2 separate regions of the Sus scrofa genome follow, and region 1 is linked to region 2. The links are chromatin contacts, called in public HiChIP or PLAC-seq maps. All regions are on one chromosome and are shown on one strand. The core of a region is the stretch at or near the end of the contact, and the rest is flanking DNA. Distances in the headings are between cores, read along the strand shown. Region 1 overlaps TMC1 (transmembrane channel-like protein 1). Region 2 holds the start of ZFAND5 (zinc finger AN1-type containing 5).

The links. HiChIP or PLAC-seq counts read pairs in DNA pulled down with a chosen protein or histone mark.
Region 1: an H3K27ac HiChIP or PLAC-seq map of skeletal muscle shows a contact between it and region 2. The contact joins the enhancer-like site here to the promoter of ZFAND5 in region 2. A contact is called at or near these places in 4 of 47 Hi-C or Micro-C datasets (blood, embryonic fibroblasts, fibroblasts and 1 more) and 2 of 2 datasets of contacts at active chromatin or transcription factors (alveolar macrophages and skeletal muscle).

What each region holds. Positions count from the first base shown.
Region 1 is chr1:225,875,231-225,880,414 of Sscrofa11.1, reverse strand. The region is part of intron 2 of TMC1 (transmembrane channel-like protein 1); the gene reads right to left. Among named protein-coding and RNA genes, the nearest start is that of TMC1, 160 kb to the right of the region's middle. Within about 2 kb of position 1,299, at least 4 of the 83 cell types and tissues checked have an H3K27ac peak or open chromatin away from gene starts, as enhancers often do. A contact at or near this core is called in skeletal muscle, where this site is marked.
Region 2 is chr1:225,707,749-225,713,665 of Sscrofa11.1, reverse strand. It overlaps ZFAND5 (zinc finger AN1-type containing 5), which reads left to right and starts at 4,475. Exons shown (of 5, transcript NM_001097506.1): 1 at 4,475-4,635; 2 at 5,084-5,195; 3 at 5,816-5,917. The coding sequence starts at 4,485.

The sequences.
Region 1 (5,184 bases), core at 50-2,549, 170 kb before region 2:
TGGTAGAACAAGGTATAAAGGAACAGGGAAAATTTCAGAAGCCCTGGACCCTCAAACAGGAGTCCTCAGTTTGCGCTACTCTCCTCAGATCGATTTCAGTGGTGGAAAGTGGAAAATTATCCACTGACCAACAGGAATTATGATGGATTAGTTTTGTACTCGGGGATGCCTCATTCATTCCATTCCTTCCCTAGGCCTTCAGGCACCACTAAATTGTATTTCTCAGAATGCTAGGCTTAGAGAAAGACTGTGGGTGATGCAGTTTCGATGATAAATATGGAAAATGACACATATTATAACTCATCCTGACTATGCACAAAGCATATTAGCACATTTAATACTTCAAGAAAGTTCCCTCCTTGGAAATCCTTATTTCAATAAATTCATTTGTAGCATCCCTCCTGTCAGTAACTCCTGAGAACACACCATAGGAAACTCTGCCCTGTGGCAGAGTCTGTAATTGCCACACCCTCTGCTGGCCCCACTGCCAAGATCTGGAACTGAATGCTGCACTGTCTAAATGCAAAGTTGTTCAGACTCCAAAACACTTTCTGTTTGAGAGAAAACTTCTCTGGGCTTTCAGATTCACTGCCTGCAAAGGACAGATAAGAGTATTGCTTGTTTGATGGCTGCCTTTTGTTACTGGAAAGATTAATAAGCAAATATACATTTAATAACACCTACCTAGGATTCTCTAATCCCCTGTAGAGATATATATACACATACAACACACATGCACTCACATACGCACTCTCACACACACACACACACACACACACACACACATACATTCACAACAGGAAGAGGGTAGAGAGAAATTACTGTTAAAGGAAAAAATGAGGAGTTCTCATCGTGGCACAGGGGAAACAAATCCGACTAGGAACCATGCGGTTGTGGGTTCGATCCCTGGCCTCACTCATTTGGTTAAGGATCCAGTGTTGCCATGAGCTTTGGTGTAGGTAGCAGATGTGGCTTGGATCTGGCGTTGCTGTGGCTCTGGTGTAGGCCAGCAGCAACAGCTTCGATTAGACCCCTAGCCTGGGAACCTCCATATGCTGCAGGTGTAGACCTAAAAAGGCAAAAGCCAAAAAAAAAAAAAAAAGAAAAAAAAATGACAGTCAAAGTTCTTGATAAAGAAAATAAAATTGCAAGAAGGAAAGATGAAAACACAGCATGTTGGCTGGGTAAAGGCCCATAATTCAGTTGGCTTGTTTTTCAGCAAGCTAATACTCCCTGCCCTTGAAACTCCAGCTTATAAATTTATTTATAGCTGCTCAGACATAATACGTCAGATACTAAAAAAATTCACCTAGTCATTGTTCCTGGTGAACCAGTTTTGCAAGAGTTAACCTAATCCCTTGCATAAAGCTGAAAAGAGTTTGCCCAAAGCTTTAGCAAGGAAGAGTTATGCTCTTTGCCTAAAGGTTAGCTGATCTCAATCAGGCTGCAACAGAAACCAACCTATTATTTATTTACAGGGTGAACTGTTTTTGATCTGACTAGAAATGGAGGCATTATGAGGTGTTCCAGCCAGTACCTGTGTTAATTGATGCCTCTCCCTGTTATGCAATTAAGAGTGAGTATCCTGAGAATTGTTGGCTCTGTCCCTTTGCTTTGCCCATCCCCAAGTACAACAGTCTACTAAACTGGACATTTCCAAATCAGTTGCGCCAGCTAGTAATATCAACTCTCAGAGTGATTAAGGAATTTTAAAGCAATTAATCTAAATGTTGCTCCCCTAGATGGTGAGCCACCACAGGGCAGGAGCAATCACAGCTCCAGGATATCTAAGAGGAAAGACAAGAGGCAGAGATATTATTGAAAAAGGAATTGTTGGAGGCTGTACCTTGGGGACTTGACCTAAAACAATGGTTGCATAATAAACTCATTATTTACCCTTAGATTGTAAGCTATAAATCAATTTTTTAAAAAAACTTTTTTTCGAGGATACTTTTTGATAAGATTGAGAACAATTCCAGTTGCCCATATTATAGAATAAGAAAGTCAAGGCAGTTGAGTGGAGAGTGTTCCAGGAAATACAAACTGGGGCTGCAGGAGGGGCTGGGCAAAGCCCATCAAATCACTCCTTGGTACTGAGTAGGAAATACAACTGATTCACCTGACACCACAGCTCTTAGCATGGGAATTGGCAATAGCACAAGTCTGGTACACATTTACTGATGCAAAGGGGCACTGAGCATTTGAAGGTGAAGAGGAAGGAAAGATCAGAGAAGGTAAAGGAGGGAAGGGAAAGAACAGAAATAAGAGGGTCTAGAGAAAGAGATCAGAGAGGAAAGAGAAAGTGAAGGGAGAGGAATATAGGAGAAGACACATCTGTAATACAAGCTGAGATTATCCAAAATATTTATGGGTATCCTCAGAGTTCAAGTATATTTTTTCCCTCTTGGCCAACTGTACTACAGGTGTCAGAGCTTACCATGATCATAGTTCTAGCTCTATGAAGTTGGACTTTTTCATGATTTGCTTTCTGGAAGTGATTTCATACAGTTGACATTGACTGGGATCTGAGCTACATCTACAACCTACACTGCAGCTCACAGTAGGGCTAGATCCTTAACCCACTGAGCAGGGCCAGGAATCAAACTGTGTCCTCAGGGATACTAGTAGGGTTCGTTACCCCTGAGCCATGACAGGAACTCTGACTTTGACATCTTAATGGAGAATCTGCCACAGGGCTCCTACCCAAATGGTGCTATTTCTTTAGGTACAAAGGAAACCCGCCTTCCACCACCTTTACCTCTGAAAACATTCGCCTAGGTACCTTTCCCTAACAAGTTCTTCTTCTATTTCTGGACACTTATTTAGCTGTTCAGAAGATACATGTGAGCAGTTTTTTTTTTTTTAACTGTTATTTCCCCAATACAAGTTTTTTTCTACTGTGCAGCATGGTGAACCAGTTACACATACATGTATACACTTTTTTTGCACAGTTTTAATAACCACAGCCCTCTGACCTGACTCAGAGATACCAATCAGAAACTAATGCTTGACAGCTCTGTCATTTCCAGTCTAGAGAAGAAAAATGTCACAAGTCCTGGACTGTGAAGTTACAAGATAAGATGAGCAATACAGAACAGACCAGAGGGAGAGAGACAGACATCAGAGAAAGGACCCAGGGCCACCCTGAAGGCTGCTATGACCCCATATCCTCCTGGTATAAGCTTCCTTTGTTTCAGTTAGTGTTGCCTTCTGGGAAAAATGGGCCAATAAAAGGCAAACCATCTGTGCATGTGCTTCTCTCAGATGTCCACAAAATCCCCATGGTTGTTACCTTCTGGGAAACTCAGGATATTGTCATTGTTCTCAATTCCTGTTCCAGAGATTCACAAATTTAAGAACATGGTATTTCATTTCTAACCTCATCTACTACTGCAGAATGATAATGCAAATAAGACAATACATGTAAACCCACTGTACAAGTATAATATTATTCATCTCCTTTTAAACAGAGAGATGGAGGTAAAATGGAGATCAGGGTGGGCAATGGGAGAGAAAGCCTGGCCAAAAGAAGTACAGGACTCTCATGACTGTTAGCAGCCTGAATTGTCTCAGCCTCTAAAACCATCCCATAAGTACATGGGGGCATGGTTCTATGTCTGGAGGAATGAACAGACAGCACTGGCCTTGCCTTTTTAGGAGGCTGAGCTTTGTGATGGAGACAGATAAGTAAACAGTTACAATGAGTGAGTAATTCCAACAATGGGAGTGAATACAGTATGATGGTTAAATTTTAATGTCAACTTGACTGGACTAAGAGATGCCAAGAAATCTGGTAAGACATTATTTCTGGGTGTTCTGGAAGGATGTTTCCAGATCAGATTAGCACTTGAATCAGTAGACTATGCAAAGAAGACTGCTTTTACCAATACAAGTGGGCATCATCCAATCTGTTGAGGGCCTCAACGGAACAAAAAAAGTGGAAGAAGGACATAACTGCTCTCTTTGATTGAGCTGGGCATATCCATCTTCTGCCCTTAAACAAGACTCCCCTGGTTTTCAGGCTTTCAGACACTGAATTAAACCATGGTTTTCCTGGTATTCCACCTTGTAGAAATCAGATCGTGGGACCTCTTGGTCTCTTAATTGCATGAGCTAATTCTTATAATAAATCTCCCTATATATATAATCTCTCTCTCTCTTAATTGCATGAGCTAATTCTTATAATAAATCTCCCTATATATATAATCTCTCTCTCTCCCTATATATATAATCTCTCTCTCCCTATATATATACATATATATATATATATCTCCTATTGCTTCCTTTTCTCTGGAAAACCCTGACTAACACAGGGTCACTCAACACACACCCAGGGAGATATGAGAGCACATGGGGACTATAGGAAAAGTGAGCAGAGAATATTTCTTGCAGTAGTTGACCTCTAAAGTTTCACCTTTGGCATGCATCATATTTCTCATAACCCCTATTGCAAAGCCAGTACAGATGTAAAAAGTGATAAGGAAATAATCCATTATCCACTTTAAATTAATTTGGCACCCTATATCAGTCTGGTCTTCCTCTGGTTAGCAGGTAGCCTTTTATAACTTCCCTTTGGATGGGTAAGATTTCCAATTGAGTTTCAAAACTGATTCCATATTATTGGAGAAAAGGGTGATATGAAATGCCTCTTGTAAAAGGAAATATTCTTTGAAACTGGATCATCAGCTCAATCTGGTCTGACTGGGACTGGTACAAAGGAAAATATTCAACTGGAGAGGCATACAGCCTCTGCGATGGGATCAGTCTCTGCAGCAAACTCAGATCTTTGTTTTGCATCTCTGATATTATAGAACTTCTTGGGCCACAGTGTCAGTCAGGATGGCCACCCACACTGGAGCACCCAGAAGCTTGGACACCCAATTAAATGAAGGTCACTCAACACACACCCATATTTATGTTCCTTAACCATCTGTACTAGAGTAAAATCTGCTCACAGATTTTCCTCTTCCCTTTTACTAGTCCCAATCCTGCCATCTCAAAAATGCTTTGTTTCCAAGGAACACCCATATGGAGCAGAGAGTATTGTTATAGCCTAATCAAAACAGAAAAAAAAAAAAAAGACAAAAAAGAGACATTCTAAAAAGTAAACATTTGACATAAATACCACTAAAATGCTGCAGAAACAGAAATCCTAATTAAGAAGGATGAAATGAGTGAAATTCT
Region 2 (5,917 bases), core at 3,226-5,725:
ACCCGCCGCTGGTGGAGGCGTGAGGCGACGACGGGTGAGCGCCGAAAGCTGCCTTAGCCGCCGCGGCCTTCGGTCCTCCCTCCGCCTCCTCTGTCCCCCCGCCCCGCGCCGCTTCCCTCCTCCCACTTCCCGAGCTCCGGCGTGTCCCGGCCACGCTCACTGCTGCTGCGGGAACAAAGAAGGACCCCGCGGCGGCGGCGGCGGCGGCGCAACCTCCTGCGGCTCCGACCGGCCCGCGGCTGCGGCTCCAAGGCACCCGACTCGCCTATCCCTGAGGGCTCGGACCGGCCCCACCGCGCCGGTGTCGCGCGCGAGCCCGGCTCCTGGCCCCGCAGGGTGAGTGGTGTGGAGGGGAGGCAGGGCTCCCGGCTGTTCGTCCCGGGCTGGTGGTGGGAGCGGAGGACTGGGGTGCCGTAGGCCTCCGGCGAAACCCTAGCGGCCGGCGGCGTCCGGGGGAGGGGAGCCCGCCCGCCAGTTCAGGAAGCACAAAGACGAAGGCGTCATCGTGTCGTCGTGGCCGGAGACCCGGTTCCCTGCCTCCGGTTCAGTCGCACTCGCACGGCCGTGGAAACAATGCCTGGCGTGCGGCCTCGGGGTTTCGGGCTCCGGGCCTCCCTCAAGTCCACCCCGGCCGTCTTCGGCGGTGGCGCCCGGCGTGGGCGGCCTGACCAGGAAAGACAAAGAAATGGTGGCGGCGGCGGCGCCCCTGGCCCCTTGCCTTCCTCACCCCCCCATCTCCACCTCCTCGGAGGAGCAGTTGAGGGTCGGGGGGTCGGCGCAGGACAGGCTGGGTGAGGGGCCGGCCTGGCCTGCGGAGCTGCTGTTATGCATGACTCAGTGGTTTTTGAAGAAGGCCCTGATGGGCTCTCCTGAGTGAGGCCTTCTCTTGGAGGGTCATAGGGGTATGGGTGGAGGACCAGTGGGACCCGAACTTGTTCTGAAATCGCCGAACATTAGGTGAGGGGGCCTTCTCTGTCGTGGTGTTTCAGTTTTACCGGTGTCGCTGCGTTTCTCAACCAAGATCTCTTTCATGAAGGAAGTGGAGCACCTACTCCTTTGTTTCATGCATTTAGGCTGGTGAACGTGAAATTCTTTGCTCGCTTTACACGCACTGTGGAGCTGTTTTGGGGAAAAGCTGGGATTACCTTGATTGATTTAGCGTCTCCGAAGAATCTGGTCTGACATATTAGGGTAAAGGAGTATATAGGTCACGGAGCCACTGTCCTTAAACTTGGCCATTTAGGTAATTTGCAGGCTTTAAAAAAAAAAAAACTAAATGAATTTTATTTTACTTCTTTTTAAAAGTAGGATTTCAGAACTTTATTGGTGAAAACATTGCATTTTTTTTTCAGGTTTTTCCCACAAAATGTCGTCCTCAAAAGATTTTTTTATTCCTTCCCCCCCACCCCCCAGGCCCGATATTAAGCCTGAAAAGGAACCTTTTAAAAATCACACTAACCTCCATTTGGCAAGAGGGAACTGAGATCTGGAAAGTAAGGGCTCGCCCAAGGTCACTGGCTTACTTAGAGGTAGATTAGAGACTAGAACTCCTGGTCTCGACTCCAAGTGGGTGGGCACTTCTAATGTCTTTTAACATTTTGTGCACCAGAAGTGTAAAATTTTTTACATTCATATTGGCGGCTGGGAGATTTTCAGTTACATGCCCTATATGCCGTAGTCTTTTTGATTTGTTTTTTAGGTGTGAATTAGAGGTAACCAAAGTTGTAAAAATAGGCATTTCAGCTATAAAAACTATAAAAATTAACAATTTAGCTATACCTGATAGAGCTGACACATGAATGCTTAAGTTTCTAACAATTTAAAGGGTATTAAATAATAATGGTATATGTATTATTCTAAAATGCTGCCAAGTTTGGGAAACACAGTGCTTCATCCCCCAAACCCACCTCAAAAAATAAATACCTTCAACCAGGATTCTTTTTGCCTTGATGCTGGCTTCGCTATCCTTGCTTTTTATAAACAACCCTGGCCATTTTAGCTTCATGAGTGATTAATGATGGTTGCATCTTCTGGCTTGAATTTGACATTGTTCTTTACCCTTCCCTATGTTAGAAAAACTGTAGCAACCTTAATGACATCCTTTTGGTGTGTTTTCTATATTACGTTGGATATATGAATGCTGCATCCTTAGTTTTGGGGGTTGTGTAGGAGTTAGCAGGCTCTGAGATATAAATAGAAGCTGATTTCAGAGGCCCCTGTTGACTAGGCTTTATGTGAGAGCCTCCATCCAGCTCAGCCTGTCACATTGCAGCCTTGTGACAGGCTGAAGCGCTCCCCCCCATGTGATCTAAGCTTCTGAGAAATATTAAGGCAAGCTGTGCACATGTGATGGCATTTAAATGCTGGCTTTGAGGGGGGGTAAAAATTACGGATGGGAATCCTTGTAGAAGACTAAAGTCTTGGTGTCTCCTGTCTCAGAATTTGGAGGCTATTTATAAGTGAATTGAAAGTAGATGTGTTTTCTGAAGAAGGATACAAGTAATTTTGCATGTGAAATAATAAGATTCCCCCAGCCCCATTTATATAAAAAAAAAATAAGATTTTAAGAATCAGGTTAGCTAATATTAATACTGGTTGACTTTAGGTCAATTTACTTCTAAAGCCTCTGTAAGATGAATCTAGAAGTTAGTATAGAAAGTGAGCTAGCTAGCATTAAACTGGCTTCGAGGAATAATCCTACTTTTTGTGTAAGGCAAAAAGATTCACATACTTTGCATGGTGGGCATGCAAATAAATACACAATTTATTATTTGAAGCATTTTTTTGCACATGTTAGTACTTAAACCTAGTTGAAAGTGTTTATTAATAAACTTCATAAGTTATGTTGAAATGTTTATACTACCCTGCTCCAAAATGAGTCAGCTAAATTCCACTTGCTATTTAAAGAGACAGTATCAACTAAATTAGTACTATTGTCTGAAGTAAGTTGCAAATATCGGTCACTCCATACAAGCTTGATTGGCTTGAAATATTTTCAAGTTTGAACCAAGGTGTCTTTTTTGCTGACAAAAGGAAAGATGACTGTCCCGTTTAAATGCTTTAGGGAATAATTGTCACGATTCTGGCCAGGTTAAATTTGATTAGTCTGCTTCTCCCTTTTTTATAATTTTAGTAAGAAGTGTTAATACTCATTAAAACATAAGTAAAGAGAGTATCCTAGTATGTGGTGGTTGGAAAAGCCATGAGATTCTAGGAAATAGCAAGCTCTAGCTTTTGAAGTACTTCCGTGCACTTATCTGAAATGTTCATAACTTAAAAATGACCTCATTGTCAACATTAAGGTACATTTAAATGACAGGGACCATAAGTTAATAGCACAATATCTTCCCTTTGATTAAAAATGCTCTGAAATAAGTTTTTTTGTACATTCATACACATTTCAAGGTGACACAGGAACTCTCCAGTTTTTTTTCGTTTATTAAATGTTTATGTTCTGTTAACTCAGGAAAATTGTACTGAATTTAGCAAAACATTACTGTATTTGTGCTAATTTTAACAAGGCTTCTGGAAAAGCAAGGGTATGTTTGTTTGCTGTGTAAAGGTCTTTCTGGTAACCTAACATTAAATACCAGCCATCACTAAAGTGGTGTATTTATTTTGCTTCATTTTGCTTTATTGTAATTGGCAAGTTTGAAAAGAATTCATTATTTTCTGGTATAAGAAAGACAAGCACTTGTAAAAGTTTTAATAGAACCCTTGGCTGAGCAGTAAATCTATGGCTGATAATTTTGTGCATTGCAGGTTTCTAGACACTGATTTTAAAGTATACGTAGACCTAGATTTCACATGTCAAAGGAAGAAGGAAAGGAATTTCCTAAGCAGCTGACACCTAAATTCTTTGTTAAAGAGCTTCACTTTTTGGTGCCAAAGTAATAGAAAGAGATGATCTATCAGCTCTTTTCAGTCTTCTGTAAAGGTGTTGGAGCATTTTAAAAGTACAGATGCTCTGCATCAGAGAATTGTTGAATTACTAGTGGACCCAACTTTTAGGTGTTAGATTTAAGAAGTCTTTAGAGCTACCTCCAATATACAGCCAATTTAAAGAACCACTAACAGATACCATGAGTCATTAATTAATTGTCATTATTTGAAATGATATGCCTGTAGTGCACTAGAGCAGAAAGTGATTTAAAGATACTAATTGCCCAAATTGATTTAAACATAATTCTGATCCAGAAGTGTGACCTTTTCAGAAATTAAAACACTGATAGGTAAAATAAAAAAATTAATTGTAATGTTTAATGAGAAATTTCTTTTATTCTGAAGAATGTAAAGTCATAATAAATTATTAGCAATCTGCAGTTCATGTCCATTGTTTCATAAGTGCAACAAAATATTCAAAATTTAGCTTATTTTTTAAGAATAACAAGGTACAGTGGCAACTCACTAATTTAATGATTTTATTGTTTTACTATATGCTAGTTTCTAAAATTTTGTTTTTGTTTTGTTTATAGCAGAAAAATATGGCTCAGGAGACTAACCAGACCCCAGGGCCCATGCTGTGTAGTACAGGATGTGGCTTTTATGGGAATCCTAGGACAAATGGAATGTGTTCTGTTTGCTACAAAGAACATCTTCAGAGACAGCAGAATAGTGGCAGAATGAGTCCAATGGGTAAGTTGTTTCCAAGGAATAACCCATTTGAAGAATTGGTGGACAGAAAATAGAGACCCAAGAATTGGGGACTAAGACTGAGAATGCTCAAAGTCCCAGGAGAGAAGACCCAAGAAAAGCTTGAAATTTAAAGCAACAGCCCAAGTACTTGGCATGGCTGGCTACATGAGGAATGAGTGACTGTCTACAAGCATCTTCTAGTAGCTTTTTCTCTTTTTTTTTTCTTTTTTTTTATGTTTTGTTTTATTCTTAAGTTCGCTGGATATGACATTTTACATATATATACACATATATATTTGTTTGGCTGTCATTTGAGTGTAGGGCTCTGCAATACAGTGAAAGTGCTTAAGTGGCTAACCTGATTAAATGCAAGTATTTGTTACTTATTAATAGTTTTCATAGTGTTTATAGTGTTGTTTTGTTGCTTAACAATCCTTTTTTTAAATAGGGACAGCTAGTGGCTCCAACAGTCCTACCTCAGATTCTGCATCTGTACAAAGAGCAGATGCTAGTTTAAACAACTGTGAAGGTGCTGCTGGCAGCACATCTGAAAAATCAAGGTAAGATTGAATGTTTCAGGGTTTTCGTGATAAAACAGGGAAGAAATAAAGATAACTATAACATCATAATTATGAATGTTAATAAATTGTAAGGATGTTAATACATTAGATGTCCTTGGCTTTGCGTCTGTTGCATAATTGGGGATTCCAGTGTCCTTTAATATGACCTTGTAGGTCATTGAGTAAAGATATGTATTATAACACATTCCAGAACGACTTTAAGGATACTATGTTGAGAATGCTGTGCTTTTATTTGCTTGTAATTCAGGTATAGGGATTGTAGAAAATGAGAGTATGGTAGACTGTATTGTCGTGCTACACAAAGCATTTTGGCAAAGCTGCCCCTTTTGCCCTTAAACAAACTACAGGCACAGCTAAAAATTTCTAGTTGGCTGTAATAGAACATCATAACCTATACAAATATGCAGACTTGTTTTGTGAGCCATTTATCAAATTGCTTTCCTTAGTCTCAACTATTTGCGCTGGGTATCCTTTTTAGATTATTTAGCTCCATTTGATCCTATTGAAAATAATATATGATTTAAATTGAACTGACAACTTATTACCTCGCAAAGAAGTACCCTTAACATCTTGAAAAATGTTTGCTTGAACTCAAATAGAAATGTGCCTGTGGCTGCCTTGCCTGTAACTCAGCAAATGACCGAAATGAGCATTTCAAGAGAGGACAAAATAACTACCCCGAAAACAGAGGTGTCAGAGCC